Linked DNA regions of Sus scrofa: all the other regions are linked to region 1. Evidence: chromatin contacts called from public HiChIP or PLAC-seq data. All regions are on one chromosome and are shown on one strand. Each heading gives the region's core, a stretch centred on a gene start, on an enhancer-like site or on the middle of the called end of the contact. The rest is flanking DNA. Distances are from core to core; before and after follow the strand shown. Region 1 has its middle 16 kb from the start of TPRG1. Region 2 overlaps LPP (lipoma-preferred partner). Region 3 overlaps LPP (lipoma-preferred partner). Region 4 overlaps LPP (lipoma-preferred partner).

Evidence for each region. HiChIP or PLAC-seq counts read pairs in DNA pulled down with a chosen protein or histone mark.
Region 2: an H3K27ac HiChIP or PLAC-seq map of alveolar macrophages shows a contact between it and region 1. The contact joins two enhancer-like sites. A contact is called at or near these places in 1 of 47 Hi-C or Micro-C datasets (embryonic fibroblasts) and 2 of 2 datasets of contacts at active chromatin or transcription factors (alveolar macrophages and skeletal muscle).
Region 3: a contact with region 1 is called in an H3K27ac HiChIP or PLAC-seq map of alveolar macrophages. The contact joins two enhancer-like sites. A contact is called at or near these places in 2 of 2 datasets of contacts at active chromatin or transcription factors (alveolar macrophages and skeletal muscle).
Region 4: an H3K27ac HiChIP or PLAC-seq map of alveolar macrophages shows a contact between it and region 1. The contact joins two enhancer-like sites. A contact is called at or near these places in 1 of 47 Hi-C or Micro-C datasets (embryonic fibroblasts) and 1 of 2 datasets of contacts at active chromatin or transcription factors (alveolar macrophages).

The regions. Positions count from the first base shown.
Region 1 is chr13:126,511,342-126,515,583 of Sscrofa11.1, reverse strand. No RefSeq gene overlaps it. Among named protein-coding and RNA genes, the nearest start is that of TPRG1, 16 kb to the left of the region's middle. Within about 2 kb of position 2,318, at least 14 of the 83 cell types and tissues checked have an H3K27ac peak or open chromatin away from gene starts, as enhancers often do. A contact at or near this core is called in alveolar macrophages, where this site is marked.
Region 2 is chr13:126,120,765-126,125,006 of Sscrofa11.1, reverse strand. All of the region lies in intron 5 of LPP (lipoma-preferred partner), which reads right to left. Among named protein-coding and RNA genes, the nearest start is that of MIR28, 160 kb to the left of the region's middle. Within about 2 kb of position 2,171, at least 8 of the 83 cell types and tissues checked have an H3K27ac peak or open chromatin away from gene starts, as enhancers often do. A contact at or near this core is called in alveolar macrophages, where this site is marked.
Region 3 is chr13:126,161,333-126,165,574 of Sscrofa11.1, reverse strand. The region is part of intron 5 of LPP (lipoma-preferred partner); the gene reads right to left. Among named protein-coding and RNA genes, the nearest start is that of MIR28, 120 kb to the left of the region's middle. Within about 2 kb of position 1,929, at least 3 of the 83 cell types and tissues checked have an H3K27ac peak or open chromatin away from gene starts, as enhancers often do. A contact at or near this core is called in alveolar macrophages, where this site is marked.
Region 4 is chr13:126,224,235-126,228,476 of Sscrofa11.1, reverse strand. All of the region lies in intron 6 of LPP (lipoma-preferred partner), which reads right to left. Among named protein-coding and RNA genes, the nearest start is that of MIR28, 56 kb to the left of the region's middle. Within about 2 kb of position 2,131, at least 1 of the 83 cell types and tissues checked has an H3K27ac peak or open chromatin away from gene starts, as enhancers often do. A contact at or near this core is called in alveolar macrophages, where this site is marked.

The DNA of each region.
Region 1 (4,242 bases), core at 1,069-3,568:
CACTTTCAAGGTGAGGACTGAGGTTGAGTGAGATGAAGTGAGTTGCTTAAGCCTACTCAGAATTCCAAGTCCAGATCTCTGTCTGAGTTCCTGGGCATTACATGATTGGACATGAGGCCAGCAAACCAGCTGTGAGGTGTCAGAACCAAGCTCCAAACTAGGCTGGGCCAAAGCTGGTGGACTCCTCCCTTCCTGCAAAGCACTTCTCTCTGGGAATGTTCTTGTCTAACCAGACAACAATAGTAGACATTTCGAGGCTCTGCCTCCTCAGGTCTGTTCCTGGTTTCTCTGCTCAAGGGAGTCCCTGCAGGGGACTCTTATACCCAGGACAAAGCTCTATGGTCTTCATGTGGCAGGGGACACTCTCCAGGTGACCTGCCATGTCAGTCTCACTCAGTGAGTAGGCATGGCTTGTGCAGATTCCCAGCCAGCCATGGCCTCGCCCGAGAGCCTTCCACCTTCCTGTCTGCACCTGGGGACAATTACAGTAGGTTCTAGAAGGAGTCTCTTGGTCTGCAGTCAAAACAGGACTCAGGAGAGAAGACTGTCATCCTGAAGGTGAAACAACTCTTAGATTCTCTAAGGAGATCGGGAAGCTGCGTGAGCTTTGCCTCCAAGTTTGTTTTATCCACTTCAGCCCTTGATACAGGTTCCATTCTGGATTAGGCAGTACTGGCTCTAGGACACCCTGAAGTTAAGAATTTCATTGAATCTCTGAATAAGCAAGATCTGGAGTCAAGGCTGGGGTCCCAGATAGAGTGCACTCCTCTGCTGGTAGTGGGTGTGGTGCTCCCACAGGCCTAACCCACAGTTCTGCCCCTGCCCCTCCTGGTAGCTCCACCTTTTACAGCTAAGCTTCAGGGCAGCCCCTGAGCTCTCCAGCTCTCACGTGGGCCTCCGGAAGTCTTACAGCTCACAACCCCTCAACCATGGCCTGGGGCTTCCCGGTCAGGGTTTGGTGGAGTTGGTCTGTGGCTGTAGAAGCCTTAGGCCTAGAGGCCAGCCTGACTCTGTTCCTGGGCTGCAGAAAAGCCCTCAGGCCTGGGCCTAGGCACTACTGGGAGGGGTCCAGGAGGCTGAGGATATGAAGGGCCAGTTTAGGGTTGCTGTGGAGGAGGAAGGGTGTGGAAGAGAACAGGCAAAATGCTAATGCTTCAGCTTCTTGTGCCTTCAGACTCCAGGCCTTCAGGAAGGAAGCGGCTTGGTTTCCCTGCCCCGGAACAGCAGGCTGTCAGGGATCTTATTCTGATGCTGGCCTTCTGAAAGGGCAGCTGGACACAGCCAGGGCAGGCCGGGGTCCTGGCTTGGCCTCCATAAGTGGGGCCATAAAAGGGATCTCTGGGGCTAGAAATGGGCAGGACCTAACCCCTTGGCAGGGGAAAAGACACAAGCTTGGGGCAGAGATAGGGATAGTCACAGAATTTCAGGCCCCAGAGCTTGAGGTGTCAAGGGCCTCAGGCCAAGGAAGGCCAGATTGAACCCAGGTTCTAAATAAAGGCAGAGGAATCCCAGTACCAGAGCCAAAGGGGTCAAGAAGCCATGCTGACTTGGTGCTTATTTCCCAGAGTTACTGACCCAGGGCTTCTTCAGTTCTAATTGGTTTTTTTCCTTAATGAAAATAAGATTTATGCACCACAGAAACCAGGGCCAGGCTAAGCCTTTACAAGGTCTCCATGGAATCTTGTACAAGTTACTGGAAAGAGGCTGGAAAGCCAGGAGGGGGCCTGGGAGAGCCCAACTCCATCACTAAATCCCTGTTTGGCCTTTAATAGCTCCATAGCCTCCTTGGGCCTTCGTAACCTCCTGTGTGAAATAAGGGAGTTGGATCACAGCAGAGGTTTCCAAGCTGCTGTCTGTGAAGTCCAGTGATCTGAGGAGGGGCCTCATGAGTCTCTATAAGGGTCAGAGAAGAGGGAAGCTCAGAAGGGGAGGCCAGAAGCTCCTAACACACAATTGCCTGGAATGCTGCCTTTTTTTTTTTTTTTTTTGGTCATACCCACAGTATGCAGAATTTCCCCGGCCAGGGATCGAACCTGCACCACAGCTGCAGCCCTCACCACAGCCGTGACAATGCCAGATCTGTAACCCACTGCCCCGCCAGGGAATGCCTGGAGCACTTCCATTTTGAAGTTTAATCCATTGGCAATCCATATAAGATTTTGTGTGGAAGCCACAAGAAAAAAAAAAAAAAAAAGGAAAAGGAAAGGGGGAAATAAAGAGTAGAAAAGGAAAGAAAGAAGGCAAATAGGAGCTCTGAGCTGGCTGATCTCCAAGCTGTCTCAGGCTTGTCCTTCTCTGACTCACCATGACGCTCTCCTGCTCACATTTTGAAGAACCACTTCTGCTCCCCTCTGCCATCCTCTCAGGAAAGAATCCATACATAAGCCCAGAAAAAGCCACTGGTGAGATCCCATTTCCCAGCTCTGAGGCGTGCTGGCGCGCAGAGGAGGAAATTGGGGGGGTTTATGTGGGCTGGTGGGGAGGAGAGTGGAGGCCCTGAGCTGTAAATCAGGCTCAGAGGTTTGGATTCCCCGCTGCGTGACCCTCAGATGCCCCCTCCACTCCAGAAACCGGTACACTCACACCCCAGCCAAGGGAAGTGTGCCCGGCTCTCAGGCGGCCCCTGGAAGCTGGGCCCACTCTGAGGAGTTGTTTTGATTTTTCAGGAAAAACTACTCCAAGCCAAACCTTCCCTCCCAAGAACAACACAGACAGGGATTTTCAATGTGCTCGGGGGACGAAGGCTCTGGGTGGCCCTATGCGCCGGCCTGGCCAGTAAGACCCACAGGTAACAGGCACACCTGAGTCAGTATGGATGGCGGCTAAGGGCCACTTCTTTTTACTCTAAACACCTCCCACTGCTGCCAAGTCTCCAGGCTTCCTCTTTTAGATGATTTTGCTCTCCCATGTGCCAGCCTGACTGCACGGTTGCTCATCGCTCAATACCCAGCCCTCACATCCAGGAATTCCATGATTGCCTGGAGATGTGGCAAGCCCAGCTGAAGTTGGGGACCTCCCTTATGTGCACACACACCACCCAGGGAGGACCCTCTGCTGCCCTCTCCCACAAGAGGTGGGTTGCCTTGGGACTCTCTGAGCATGTGGGTTAGTGGGATCAGCTTTGGACCAGGAATGGAGAAGTCCCTGGACCCTCCCTCTGTGAGAGTTCCAGTGGGTCACCTCTTTTTTCTGGGCCTGTTTCCTCCTCTGTGAAATATAGGGGACTTACACTCACTCACCCCACATTTACCACATACCTGCTTTCAGGTGAAGTGGTTCTCCTTGACCAAGGTCACAGCCCAAGGAATGGCCACATGGGTGAAATTAACTCAGAGGTCAGTAGGGTCGCTGATGTCAAAGGCAGTTCTGCCTCCATAAAGGCAATGGCTGCGATGCGTTCCCATCTCTCGGAAAGTTCACAGGGTAGTGAGGCAGTGTGATGTTGAAAAATAATCACCTCAATGGTCAAGTAGCAGTCACCTTGCGGTGATGTGGCTGCAGAGAGGCTGGTCCTACAGTGTGTCCCAGAAGAAGTGACCGCCACGTTGAATTTTCAAGGCTGAGCACCAAGCTGTGGGCGGGATGCGGAGAGAAGAACACGGAAATAGGAGAGTTTGGAGAATTTCAAGTAATTAACCAAGGACAAGAAACTGGGGGTGAGAAGGGCAGAGAAGACAAGAGAAGAAGCAAATCAGATCTCCAGGGCCCTCAGGCTTTGTATATTTCAGATTCTGGAGTTACTATGTTTTATTGTTCTTTGTTTTTTGTTTTTGTTTTTTCCTGAAGGCAATGGGAAATGCTGGAAATGTAGAAGAATAAGATGGTCACATTTGCGTTTTAGAAATCTCCCTCTGGAGTTCCCTTCATGGCTCAGCGCTTAGCAAACCCAACTAGGATCCAAGAGGATGTGGGTTCAGTCCCTGGCCTCCTTATCATCCACAAGGATGTGGATTTGATCCCTGGTCTCGCTCAGTGGGTTAAGAATCCAGTGTTGCCATGAGCTGTGGTGTAGGTCGCAGACACGGCTCGGATCCCGAGTTGCTGTGGCTGTGGTATATATAGGCCAGTGGCTAGAGATCCAATTGCACCCCTAGCCTGGGAACTTCCATATGCCGCAAGTGTGGGCCTAAAAAGAAAAGAAAAAAAAAAAAAAAAACCAAAAAAACCCTCCCTCTGTCTGTCTTACAGGGCCCAGTTTGAAGAGAAAAAGAAATAGAAGGCAGGGAGATCACTCAGGAAGCA
Region 2 (4,242 bases), core at 922-3,421, 390 kb after region 1:
CGGGTTAGATCCCTGGCCTTGTTCAGTGGGTTAAGGATTCAGCATTACCGTGAGCTGTGGTGTAGGTCACAGACATGGTTTGAATCCTGCATTGCTGTGGCTGTGGTGTAGGCTGGCAGCTGTAGCTCCGATTCGACCTCTAGCCTGGGAACTCCCATATGCTGCAGGTGCGGCCCTAAAAAAGCAAATAAATAAATAAATAAATTACAAAAAGCACAAGTTAGACTAAGGCAGTTAATTAGTTTTGAAATGACTTAAATTGGCATATACTTATAGCATCTCAAACATTAGGTCATGAGGTATCAACAATGACATGGTAAAGAAAGGAGATGAATCATGGGCTCAAGGAAAAGAGTCCTATGATAATTCTTTTTTTTTCTGAAAAAAGGATGCATATATCAGTTTATCAGTCACGTAACTTTTTGTTTCCTATCATTGAATCTAAAGAATTTATCATGCTGCTTTTTGCATTAGGAAACACCGAGTAACATAATGGTCCTCTCTTTTTAGCAATTCTATAGACGATACAGAAAATAACTTGCTTTTTATTTTTATACCATCCCCATAATAAGAGAATAGTTATAGCAATGAATTATAACTCCAGATAGCATCATCTTTTCAACCATGTGCATTGCCTTCAAGTGATATAAGGCAGTGCTGGGACAGAACTAGAAATTATAGCTGATTCAGCAGCCACCATTAAGATGTCCTTACAAACCTCATTTGCCTAAGCCGTGCTATTTTTTATTTGTGCAAATACTATGAATTATGGAAAAATCAGAAAGTAGTTATCACTGTATTACGCACTAACTCAACATCAACTCCAGACTGGGTCCTCTAACAGATTTCTAAGGTGTAAATAGTTCCATCATTACTGGATTTGATGACAGCATTTACTTATTTATTCAGCAGTTACAAATTTGTATACCTCTTGTGTGCCAGGAAACAAAAGTTCATCTTGCTTCAAGGACTTCATAGTCTGGTATTTATCACAATTATTTCTTTCTTTTAGTCATTATACACTTTTACGCTGGCTCTATAACATATACTCTATGAGGTAAAATTATTAGAATTTTTACTTTACTTTTGCGTAATTTGTGATTTAGAACAACAAAACAAGATCCAACGTTCTTCTGTCATCTAGAACCCCAACAGAAAGATGTATATTAGAGTGAGGATCTGGGACTTCAACGAAGTCAAGTTCACAGAGACATAAATTCCAAAATTCACAAGTGGCCTGTCTGCACTTATGAATGAAAACTACACCTGCTGGCACAACAGCAGTTAATTTGTATCTTTTTCAGTAAAATTTGAGTTTGCAGTTTTATGTAAACTGGAAAATATATGTTCAAATTATGAAGCATAACAAATTTAAGTTTCATATTTGTAGTTAATATATTCACTGAAAGGCAATGTATAACTTCCCTGGTAATTTTTCCACAGTGTGAAAAGAAACTTAGCAGTTATACTCCAATGTGGTATTTTGTGGAGAGGACAGACCAGTTATTCACCATGACAAATGTGACATGTAGGCTTGGTTATTAACCACCTCCAACCTTCTGTCTACAGAGACCATCTTTATCATCATTATACATTAGTTCGGCTATAAAGCACATAAAAGGAAATGGTTGTCAAGAAGGACAAAACAGTGACAATATCTTATCTGAGATATGGCCTTTTCTCTTAAACACAGCATTCCTATATACTTACCATGGTAAAAATCTAATCTTCCTAAGTAAAAAGTATAGCTGGATTTGTATTTTGTTTATTTTAAAAAAAAAAGTTGTAAAGGGAATAAAGGGGACCATACAGCTTCAGACCAAGGCTACCCCCAAAATAGATATTTAAACAGTGGGAGAGGAGAAAAGAAATACAGAAACCAGTCCTGACAAGAAAGCTCTTTAATTTTGCAAATGTGGTATGTGCTTCTGCATGGACAAAGGGCTAATTATTTCTACTGAGATGCTGTTGTAATATAGAGAAGCTCAACAGGCATTTTGTGAATTTCATTTTAAACCAATTCCTGGATGGATTGACTCAGTATACTGTAACACAATGATCTCTGAGCCTAGGTCTTGCAAACAAATCACAGCTAAAGGTTACCCAGAGGAATGTGGCCAGGGTACCAGAGAAGACTTCTCTCCTTCCCTGGCCTAGGCTCCAGCAGAGCTGGCTTCCTCTGTCTGCTCAACTTCCTCCCTTTTCACTGCTTGAGCTAACTTACACTACACACTCTTACACTGGGGCAAGTAAAATGGGTATTTGGGGACAAAAGCTTTGTAAAGGTGCAATTTTTCAACCTAAAGTTCCACTCTACATGTTCATAGAACTCAAAACAAAGTCTTGAAGCTAATTCTGTTATGGTAGTCACAGAAGACACAAACACAAACATCATCTTATAAAAAAGCAGGAGGAGGTATAACTGTTGAGATGCAATTACATACAATCTAAAAATTAATTACCCGTCATCAGACTCATGGCATGCAGCTCTGAGTCAGCTAACCACTCCTGCACCCCCACCTCACTGTTACTTAACTGTTGAGGTTTCCTGGCAGGTATGAAAGAATTCAAAATAAAACCTAGATCTTCTAAATATGGGCACTGCAAAGAATTAGATCCCTTTTTCTATTAAGATGGTATTTTTACCCCTATTATTTGACTAGACTCCATTTGGTATCTTATACATGAGGTTTCTGCAATATTTCAACTTTTACCAAAGTTCTCAAAAATAGCTATTAGTAAGCAGACAATACAATACATAGATAAATTTGGTCTTTTGGTCTTTTTTTTTTTTTTTTTTTAAGCAAATCACACTATGTGCCTAATCTTCCCCCAACCCCCAAGGGGAGCACAGGGAGAGGAAGACACCATGCATAAGTCTTCTCTTTTTCAACAGTATAGGACTTCGTTCCTATCTCCATTCCCAAGAAGCCAAACAAAGCAGCGGTAGAGTCCCAGTCTGCAAGGATCATCTATGTCTTATCACACAGCATTAGTACGTTGCAGCTTTCATCTCCAAGTAGCCTACATGATGGGGTTCATGGAAAAATATGGACTATTAAAAGTTTAATTACTAATTAATCTCCCCTGCAGCTGCTCATGGCTTCTGCAAGTTAGAACAGGGAACACAAGAGAATAGAAGATCCACGGTACCGCAAGACTCCACCCTAGTTACTCTGCCCACAAGGCCTCAGACCACATGAATCCAAAATAAAAAACCTTCCATACAACCTAGACACACCTGAAATGATTTCTTAGGTTGTCTCATAGATTATTGCTGTATGAAAGGAATTCAGTGTGGGAGCACTGAAATTACAACTAAAGACTTGTTAATATAACTAAAGAGTATGCATGAACTCAGTTTCCAAATAGACTAAGAAATTACAATACCTTTTAAGTGCTTTAAATGACAAAGATAAATATATCATTGATGCAATAACCACCATTCACAAAGTACAAGCTCCAAACCTTTAAAGTAGCAAGCTCCAGACACAAGCTAACAATCCCAAAATAAAATGGGAAGGATTGAGTAAACTGTTCCTCAAACACGACATCTAATTTCTTGCAACTCTAGAATACTGCATCTTTACAAAGGGGAAAAAGTGCAGCTACTACACCCATTTTAGAAATAAAGGAGGAAGCTCAGACTGGTGATGTGGAAAATTCACACAAAAAATTGGTGCTCTTTTTAGAGAAGTGATCACATGAAATTGAAAAGAGAGTAGATTTATTGGTAAACTTGGAATCTAGGATATCAAATTATGTCCAACCCTATCTTATCCCAGAATCTCTCAAAATTTTTTCATCCTAGTCTAAGTGAGAACAGTGAAATCACATTTGACCAATTCCAATAAAACTTGATTCAAAAATACTAAATCCCTATGAATATAAAATCTCGGGAAGTTTTTCCAAGTCATCTATGTACCAGCTCCAATGCTACTCAACTCACCGCAGGGAAGAAAAGGCAGATTTGTACTAGGAATGAGAAGACCAGACTCTAGCCTTCATTTAGGCAAGAGAAGGAAAAGAAAATCAAAAATCCATGTATTTATCCTTTGTCTGCTAAGAAATTAAGAGAATTTTTTCGGAGTTCCCGTCGTGGCGCAGTGGTTAACGAATCCGACTAGGAACCATGAGGTTGCAGGTTCGGTCCCTGCCCTTGCTCAGTGGGTTAACGATCTGGCGTTGCCGTGAGCTGTGGTGTAGGTTGCAGACGCGGCTCGGATCCCGAGTTGCTGTGGC
Region 3 (4,242 bases), core at 680-3,179, 350 kb after region 1:
TGGACAATGCAGGCACAAGAATTACAAATTCTAAGGAAAGTGCTCACTCAAGTCTCTTAAAGTTTTTACACCGGGCTACTTTGTTTAAAGCAAACCAAAGGGAAACCAACCCTTGCATTACTGCTAACTCTTTTTAATAGACTAAAGGGACAATTTAGCAGATGTCTGGGCCTCCTTTTGGTTATATTCAAAGAATTACTGACAGAATATGCCTGCAGCCCTATCTTTTTATATTGGGAGGTATATGCAGTGAACACAGATATACAACATATATACCTACAAAGACAAACATGCTGTGGCTCTTAAAACACATTTTTATCACATTTAGTTTTATTAGTGTCTATGTTTCTACATGGATATTAGCTTTGAAAAGGCAAAGAAATCACCACTATTAAATATCTGAAGACCAAATGTGTGCCTGATCCTTGCAGAGCATGAAATTAGACTTAATCTATGCCCAGAGGGGAAAACCTAAAGAACAACTGTAACAATTGATTTTTTTTAGCAGTTCTTTATCTCTTCTCCTTTATTAAGGACAGTTAGCACAACTCAACAATTACCTAGGAGGTATAGTACAAAGCTTTGAGAGTAGCTCTTTATATACTTATCAAATGAGTATTATAATTTGCTATAATTCTCCCTCCTGATTACATACAGTAGCTATTTCATTCTCTAAATAATATCTTATACTTTTTTTTTTTTTAGAAGTTGGTTAAATTGCTTAGGATGAGAATATTAGGCTCAGTTTCTTTGAGGGGTAATATAGTGGGAGTGACTATGTAATTATCTCTAGCAGGCTCTCACTCACTATACAATGTCGTCTACTATATCTTGCTTTCCTGTTGAGAACTCTAGTTAATCCTTACTAACTAGCACACAGGAAAATGAGGCAGGCGGATATTATTTTTAACTTGGGACTAGGAGAATAAGAAAAAGCAATGCTAAGATTGATCAAATCTGGTACATTTGCAATTTTTATTTTAAGCCATTTTAGATATATGTGCTACCAAATAGGTAGAGTAATTCAGGCCTTACAATTATTTGCATAGCAGCATCCTAGCTGGTACTTTCTGCCTTAGACCAATTGTCCTTTAAGTCACTCCACAGCTGGGCTATTTTATGTCTGGCAATTACTATTCTATTCTGGATGGGGAGTTTTATTTCATTTAAAATTGATGTGGATTTTATCCTCAAAATGCCAAGCAGTTCAAATGCTTTATACATACTAGATGTTTTATAAACAATTCAATAGTTTATAACAGGAAGAAGTTTAATACAAATACATCAAAATTTCTAGAAGAATTCCATTCTCCAATGTTGTTCAATAATGTGTCTATTTATGTTCCAGCATCTCCGAAAGACAAATGGGGAACTCAAGTGTGGGGCCTGGAGCAGTCTTAGTCATGTGCTTATGACCAATGACTGACTCAGGGCTGGCACTTCTACCCTTCGCTGCCCTAAATTATGAACAGAGAACACTACTTTGAACAGATGTTAGAAATTAGAGGTTCAAACTATGTTACACTCCTAAATTGCTAAGCCTATCAAATTGCTTCCATTCAAAACAAATTGTCACTAAACTGAAGTCATATTCATTTAAAGACTGATTTAACACTGAAACAGATTCAAGGTTGCATCGGGTTGAGGTGAGAATAGAGAGTGACTACAAATGGGCATGAGATTTCTTTTTGGGATGGAAGAAATGTTCTAAAATTAGACTTGGGTAATTGTTGCAAAATCACTGAATCACTGAACTGTAAAAAACTAACAAAAAACTGCCCCAAAATCCCTTCTCACTAACACAATCACTGTTAGTAATTTCGATTATGTATTCAGTTGTCAATTCATATAATCAGGCTTAGGAGCTAGACTGCCATGGCTCAAATACCAGCTCTGCCACTCGCTAGTTTCAGTTTCGACTCTCTGGACCGTGGCCTCATGATCTGTAAAATGTGGGGAAATGATAGGCTGAGGCATTGGGCTATTACAAGGATCAAGTGAATTAATACATGAAAGTGACATAGTAAATTTTCAGTGAACATCGGTTACCATTGCCATATATTTAATTACAATTTCCTAATATTAGAAATGATTGATCATTGTTGGAAAGGGTAATTGACAGGTAGAATTTTATATAAAATGTTAATTAGATAAGCTACACTAAACAACAGAGATGTCACACTCCTAACTTTCATTTAAAAACCACGGATCCTCCAATTCAGGTATATCCAGAGTGATCTTCGAAAACATACTTCTAATTTCTTTTCTAAAATCTTCAATGTTCCAGTCTTCATTCAAACTCCTCACCTCCCCACCCCCAAATGTCTACAGGCTGAAGAGTGCAATGTACAAATTCATTTATACATTCATTTATACAGCTTGAATCCATTTATAAGCTGCTCTTCAACTCTCACAATGTAATAGTTTGGCTATATTCTTTCTCTGTTTCACTTACCTTATCTTCTAAGTCCTTCGAATTCCTTACCTAGCTGAAAACACCATTCTTTTAAACACATGTATTTCTACAACTGTAGTTCCTTCTGCCTGGACTAACTATAGACTGCCTCAATAAAAACAAACAAAAAAAACCCCTCCTAGACAGCCTTTGTGACTAAACTCAAACATCACATCCTCTAGCTGACCTCATCCTCCTTTGTGACCTCATAGTAAGACACACAATTAATTCTATGAAGGCACACATTGACAGCTCTGACCTTCAGGCCCAGTGTACTTCCCATGCTGTCCCCCCTGCTCTCACCTTACTGAACTCTATGGATTACCTATGTCTCACCTTTGTGCAGTGGCTCATTTTCTTTCCTCCTCCCAAAAAACTCACCCCTCTCTACTGTCCCCAGGTTATCAACTAGAAAACTCTCACAGGCTTCTCAGATTCTGTTTAGAGATGACAACCTCTCAAAAGGCTCCCCAGGTCTCCCCAGATCAGGTTTTCTTTGTCCCCCTGATGTGTTGCCAGAATATCCTTTACTGACCCAATGTCAGTATTTAACACCATTTAGAAAAGAGTCTGTTAAATAGACCCATAGACACAGAAAACAAGCTTATGTTTACGAGAGGGGAAGCGGAGGATAAACTGGGAGTTGGGGATTAACATATACACACTACTATTTAGAAAACAGATAACCAACTAGGACCTACTGTACAGCAGAGGTACTCTACTCAAAATTTTGTAATAACCTATAAGGGAAAAGAATCTGAAAAAAAGACAAATATATATGTAGGTATAACTGAGTCACTTTTCTGTACACCTGAAACTAACAAACATTGTAAATGAACTATACTTCAATTTAATTAAAAAAAATCTGTTGATGGACATTTTGTGAGAAGCTAGGTTTTATAGAACTATTGTCAGTCTAGCTCCAACGCTTAGAAAGTCCCTGGCACATGGTAGATGCTCGTAAAATATCTGTTCAGTAAATGTAGTAATTATCTCCGTTAAAAATAAGTTGAGTCAGTGAATTGTATGGTAAATGAATTACATATCAAAACAATTTGTTACTTAAAAAATATGAGGAGTTCCCATTGTGGCTCAGTGGTAAAAAACCTGACTAGTGACCATGAGGACAAGGGTTTGATCCCTAGCCTCTCTCAGTTGATTAAGGATCAAGTGTTGCCATGAGCTGTGGTGTAGGTTTCAGAAGCAGCTCAGATCTGGCATGGCTATGGCCGTGGCATAGGTCTGCAGCTACAGCTCGGATTGGACCCCTAGCCTGGGAACTCCCATATGCTGTGGGCGTGGCCATTAAAATATTTTTTAAAAAGTCTGAGTTACCAATCCGTAATTGTCACCATAGTTTAACCACTCAGTTATTTGACAGAGATCTTATATGTTACATCCCTATTGTGTAACCTGGTACCTAAAAGATGGTCAATTAAATTTAACGATTTATTAAAAATGAAAATGTTATACTAGATTCTAAACCAATGAACCATTTTCTACAAATCACAAAGGTATGTGATATTTCTCATTAAGTAAATTAATAATGATATCTCAAATGATATAGCTAGAAAATTCATATATTTCAAGATCCATATTTTATAAATAAGGATTCAGTATCAGTAAAAGAAGTAAATTACCCAAGAGCATGTGGACAGGACCCCAAAAGAATGCTTCATCCCAAATCAATATCATTAATGGTATCTGACTTAGAAAGATGCACGTCATTGATGAAGTCAGATTTAGAGTTATGAGTATGGACTATGGAAGAAGCAAATACTGGTGCT
Region 4 (4,242 bases), core at 882-3,381, 290 kb after region 1:
GATAGTGGAAGATGAGTTAAGGATACATTTAGTTAAGTATAGTGGGATGCATTACGTGGCTTGCTGTCATATGGTATATGCCTAAGATATCACCAATTACCATTGTGTAAGAATGAATTCCTGGCATACTTTCAATGTCCTTGGGCCCATTATTCTCCTAGCTCTGGGACTCAGGGGTATGGAGCCAGAAATCCGGTGACAAAAATGTGTCCTGCAGTACCTAGTATGTGGATTAAACTGATAGAGGAGAGAAATAGGGTATGAAATGTATGAAGCCAGAAGCTAAGTCAGCCAAACATTCTACCAATTGTCAGATGTGTAAAAGCATCCACACAGGGAGGACCATTCGGTACTCTGAAGCAAAAAGAGATGTTTTCTCTTATCAGGACTGTGCTCAAAAATGTACCCGAAGCAATTATAAATGCACCACTGACTTGATTTTCATTTTTGATGTGGATTTCACAAAATAGAATTTATCAGTGTATGAACTTACAACAGTAGTACAAGTATTTTTGTAACCGCTTTCAAATAAAAGAAACTTGAGGAGTTGCCGTTGTGGCTCAGGGGGTTAAGAACCCAACTAGTATCCACAAAGATATGGGTTCGATACCTGGTCGTGCTCAGTGGGTTAGGATCTGGTGTTGCTGTGAGATACAGCATAGGTCACAGGCATGGCTTGGATCCTGCGTTGCTGTGGCTGTGGCCTGGGCTGGCAGCAGCAGCTCCAATTTGACCCCTAGCCTGGGAACTTCCATATGCTGCAGGTAAGGCCCTAAAAAGACTAAAAAAAAAAAAAAAAAAAAAAAAAAGAAAGAAAGAAAGAAGAAAGGAAATTGATAGCAGTTTTCCCTAAGTGGACAATCATGTTTTACAATATTACCAATAAAAGTTGTACAGATTAAAGGAAATTTTGCAAGCCTTGAATAATAATCATTAAATGTCTATCAATGACATTAGATGAAAGACTGAAATTATCTTTCTATTCTCCCCATAGAAAATATTATAAAGTTAGGTTGCATGAAGAGTTAACCAGAGAGCAGGCAGCCACAAAACAAAGGAAAAAGTCACTGTTTAATTAATTAACTAAAATGATATTTTCTGGATTTTTTTATTTTTGTCACATTTCCTGGCTTTTTAAAATCAGCTTAAAATGTTTCATTCACTTTTTTCATTTGAAATAAATATTATTTTGTTTACATAATTGTTATGGAATGAATTAAGTCCCCCTGCCCCCACCACATTCCTATGTTGAAGTACCCTAGTACCAAAGCATGTGACTGTATTTGGAGAGAGCGTCTTCAAAGAGACACTTAAGTTAAAATGGGATTAGGTCGGGGCTAATCCAATACCACTGATGTCCCTACAAGAAGAGAAGATCAGGACACAAGTACACACAGAGGAAAGACCAAGTGAACACAGAAGGAGAAGGTGCCCACGTACAAGCTGAGGGGAAAGGCCTCAGGATAAGCCAAACCTGCCCACACCCTGATCTCAGAATTCCAGCCTCCAAAGACATGAGAACATTCCTATTGATTAAGCTGTCCAGTCTGTGATACTTTGTTATGGCAGCCCTAGCAAACTAATTATTCATAATTTTGTACCTTTTAAAGGTCTCCCCAAAGTGATATGCTTCAAAGCTTTAGTTCCCATAGAACCTGAATATATTTTCACATGAGCACACACACACATACACACACACAATTTCACTGCTCACTGTTTGTATATTAACTATAGTAATTAACTATGCTGTTTTGTCAAAAATCCTTACTTTTTGTACAGACTTTTTTTTTAAAAAACAAAAGCTTTCCACCTTGAACAGTTATTTATGCTACCAAATGGTCAACGGGATTCAATCATTTAATCAACAAGTTTCTTTGGTTTTGGAGATTTGTGTAACTTTATCACCTCTCACCTCTCAGAGTACTGAAGAACACCCAGATATTAGCTCGCACCTTTTATTCACTGTCTTGCTTAATTAATTTCCTATTTTTTAATCAAAATGTTAAGCAACTGCAGAGGGCATTCTGTAAAAAGAAAAGCTAGGGATTGCAATTTCTTCTAGTTCCACGTTTCAGGCTATGATTTTAGAGACAAGGGACGAAGACTCTATGATTTATATAGTGTGCAAAATTGGGAAGTGGCTTGTCTAAAATTGCATCATTATCTGTATAAAAGGATACTTTCCCATTCTCTGTCCATCTCAACAAGCTGAGTTTGTTTTGTTTTAAGGAATAAATGAGAGAATGGATATGAAAATGTGTGACATTAAAATATCCACTGCTATTTTATGAAAGCTAATGGTTAATGTTCACATGGAATCCTCCTGGATCTCCCAAGCTTAGAGGTCTAAGAATTGCTTTAAAGTTGTACCTCTGTTGTGAGACCTTGCACAGTCAGTCTCTGGATCTTAATTTACTGTAAATGAGCAAGACAGCTTCTTAGAAAAGCAAAGGCAACACATTTATTTAATTTCTGACAGCTTAAAAATCTATGAATTCCCCATCACTAAAACTGTGGTAATTATTATGTTCCAGAAGACTATTGGGAAATCTTGCTTTCATTTCTAGGACTTTCGGATTTTGCACAGTTGGTTAATACTTGAAGTAGAATATAGACTTCTGTTTTAAATAGGGCATGCTAACATTAAGTGTGGCTATAAGCATGGAACCAGAGGAAATAAAATAGAAACCAGTGACTTCCTCACCTGATAATGTCTTACAAAAAGCAATGGTCCTTTGTAAATATGATTCATGCAATTTTAAATTTAAAAAAGGGGGTGGAGGCAAAAGCAAGCAGCACACTTGTCTTGCCTCCCTATTAACAGTCTGGTACTAGAACTCGTAGAACTGCCACAGAAGGCTAAACAGTCCTAGGCTTTTCATGTGATCAAGTTCACACTTCATGGTTCTCTAAATAAGGCTTTCCAAACAAACCTGGCTTAGGCTCATTCACTTGGCATTTCTCCTGTAGGAATGCAACTGAATGTTCTACCCAAAAGTTTCAAGATTGACAGTTTGGGATATTTATTGATCGATTTAATCCTGTCTCAGCACAGGCTCGTTTTGATCAATGTCATAGTCAGTGGAACATTCCCTTTGTCTGACTTTAAACTTCAAGTATAAATGGGCTGGGTTTTACAGCCGATTTTAACATTTTCTTTCCTCTTACCCTTTTCTGATCAGCTCTTCAATGACAATGCCAATTATTCGGGAAAATGTACAAAACAATGTTAACTCCTAGCATTTGGCAAGCAGTTCACACGTTTGGGAGAAATTATATCACACTTGAAAAACTGGGCATTGTTGCTTCTGTCACAATCTTCCCTTCTCACCTGGAGACACTTCCACACATCGGTTCTGGGGAGGCCTTTGTCTTCAAGTCTCTTCTTGCAACTCTTCCTGCATCTCTGAACTCAGGGTAGTGGTTTCCTCTATGAGGCTCAGGGCAGTTGCCTAGATTCCTGCCTACTACATTCCATTTAGTCTGTCCCATAGCCCGCCAATCACCCCTCACACTGTTACTTCATAAGTGCCTGGCAGGGCAGACCAGTAGATAAGGAATGGAGATTTGGGCTTAAATAGTCCATTCGAAACATAATTAGGAAGATTTTTTGGCAGATAACTTCCCAATATAGCCTCATGCTGAGAAAAGGGCTTAGCACATGGGTCCTATTCACAATCAAAAGAGAACTTGATCTAAGGTTTAAAGCTGTGCTGCTGCACATTGGGGAGGATTTTTATTAAGAAACACCTTTTTCCAGAGAAGAAGTGTGGTATCATGGTTAAAAGCTTGGGTCATATGCTCTTGGGCAAGTAAACTAATACCTTGACATCTATTCCTCACTGAGTAAAAAAAGAAAAAAAATTCAGGATATTAATAATATTTTCTTTACACTTACTACAAAGACTAATGAGCCAATGCACATGAAGGCATCACAAAAGAAATAAGTTGTCTTGGGTTATAGCTATCATTCATACTTGAGAGCAGGTTTCAAAATTTCAGAAGAAATAGACATTTTGCCACACTAGATTTTTAAGCATAAACTTCCTCAAGTGATTAGAATGTGATTCTTAAGGGGGCATGGGTTATTCGTAGTTAAAAATCACTATTGTTCATAACATCAGGTATTAGGTATTACTTACCTACTAAACTTGTTGGGTAACAGAAAGCTATATAAAGGTCTTTGCTATGCACGCTTGTCTTTCAGCTTTCACATGAAAAGATGCAAGTGGTGAGCCAGCC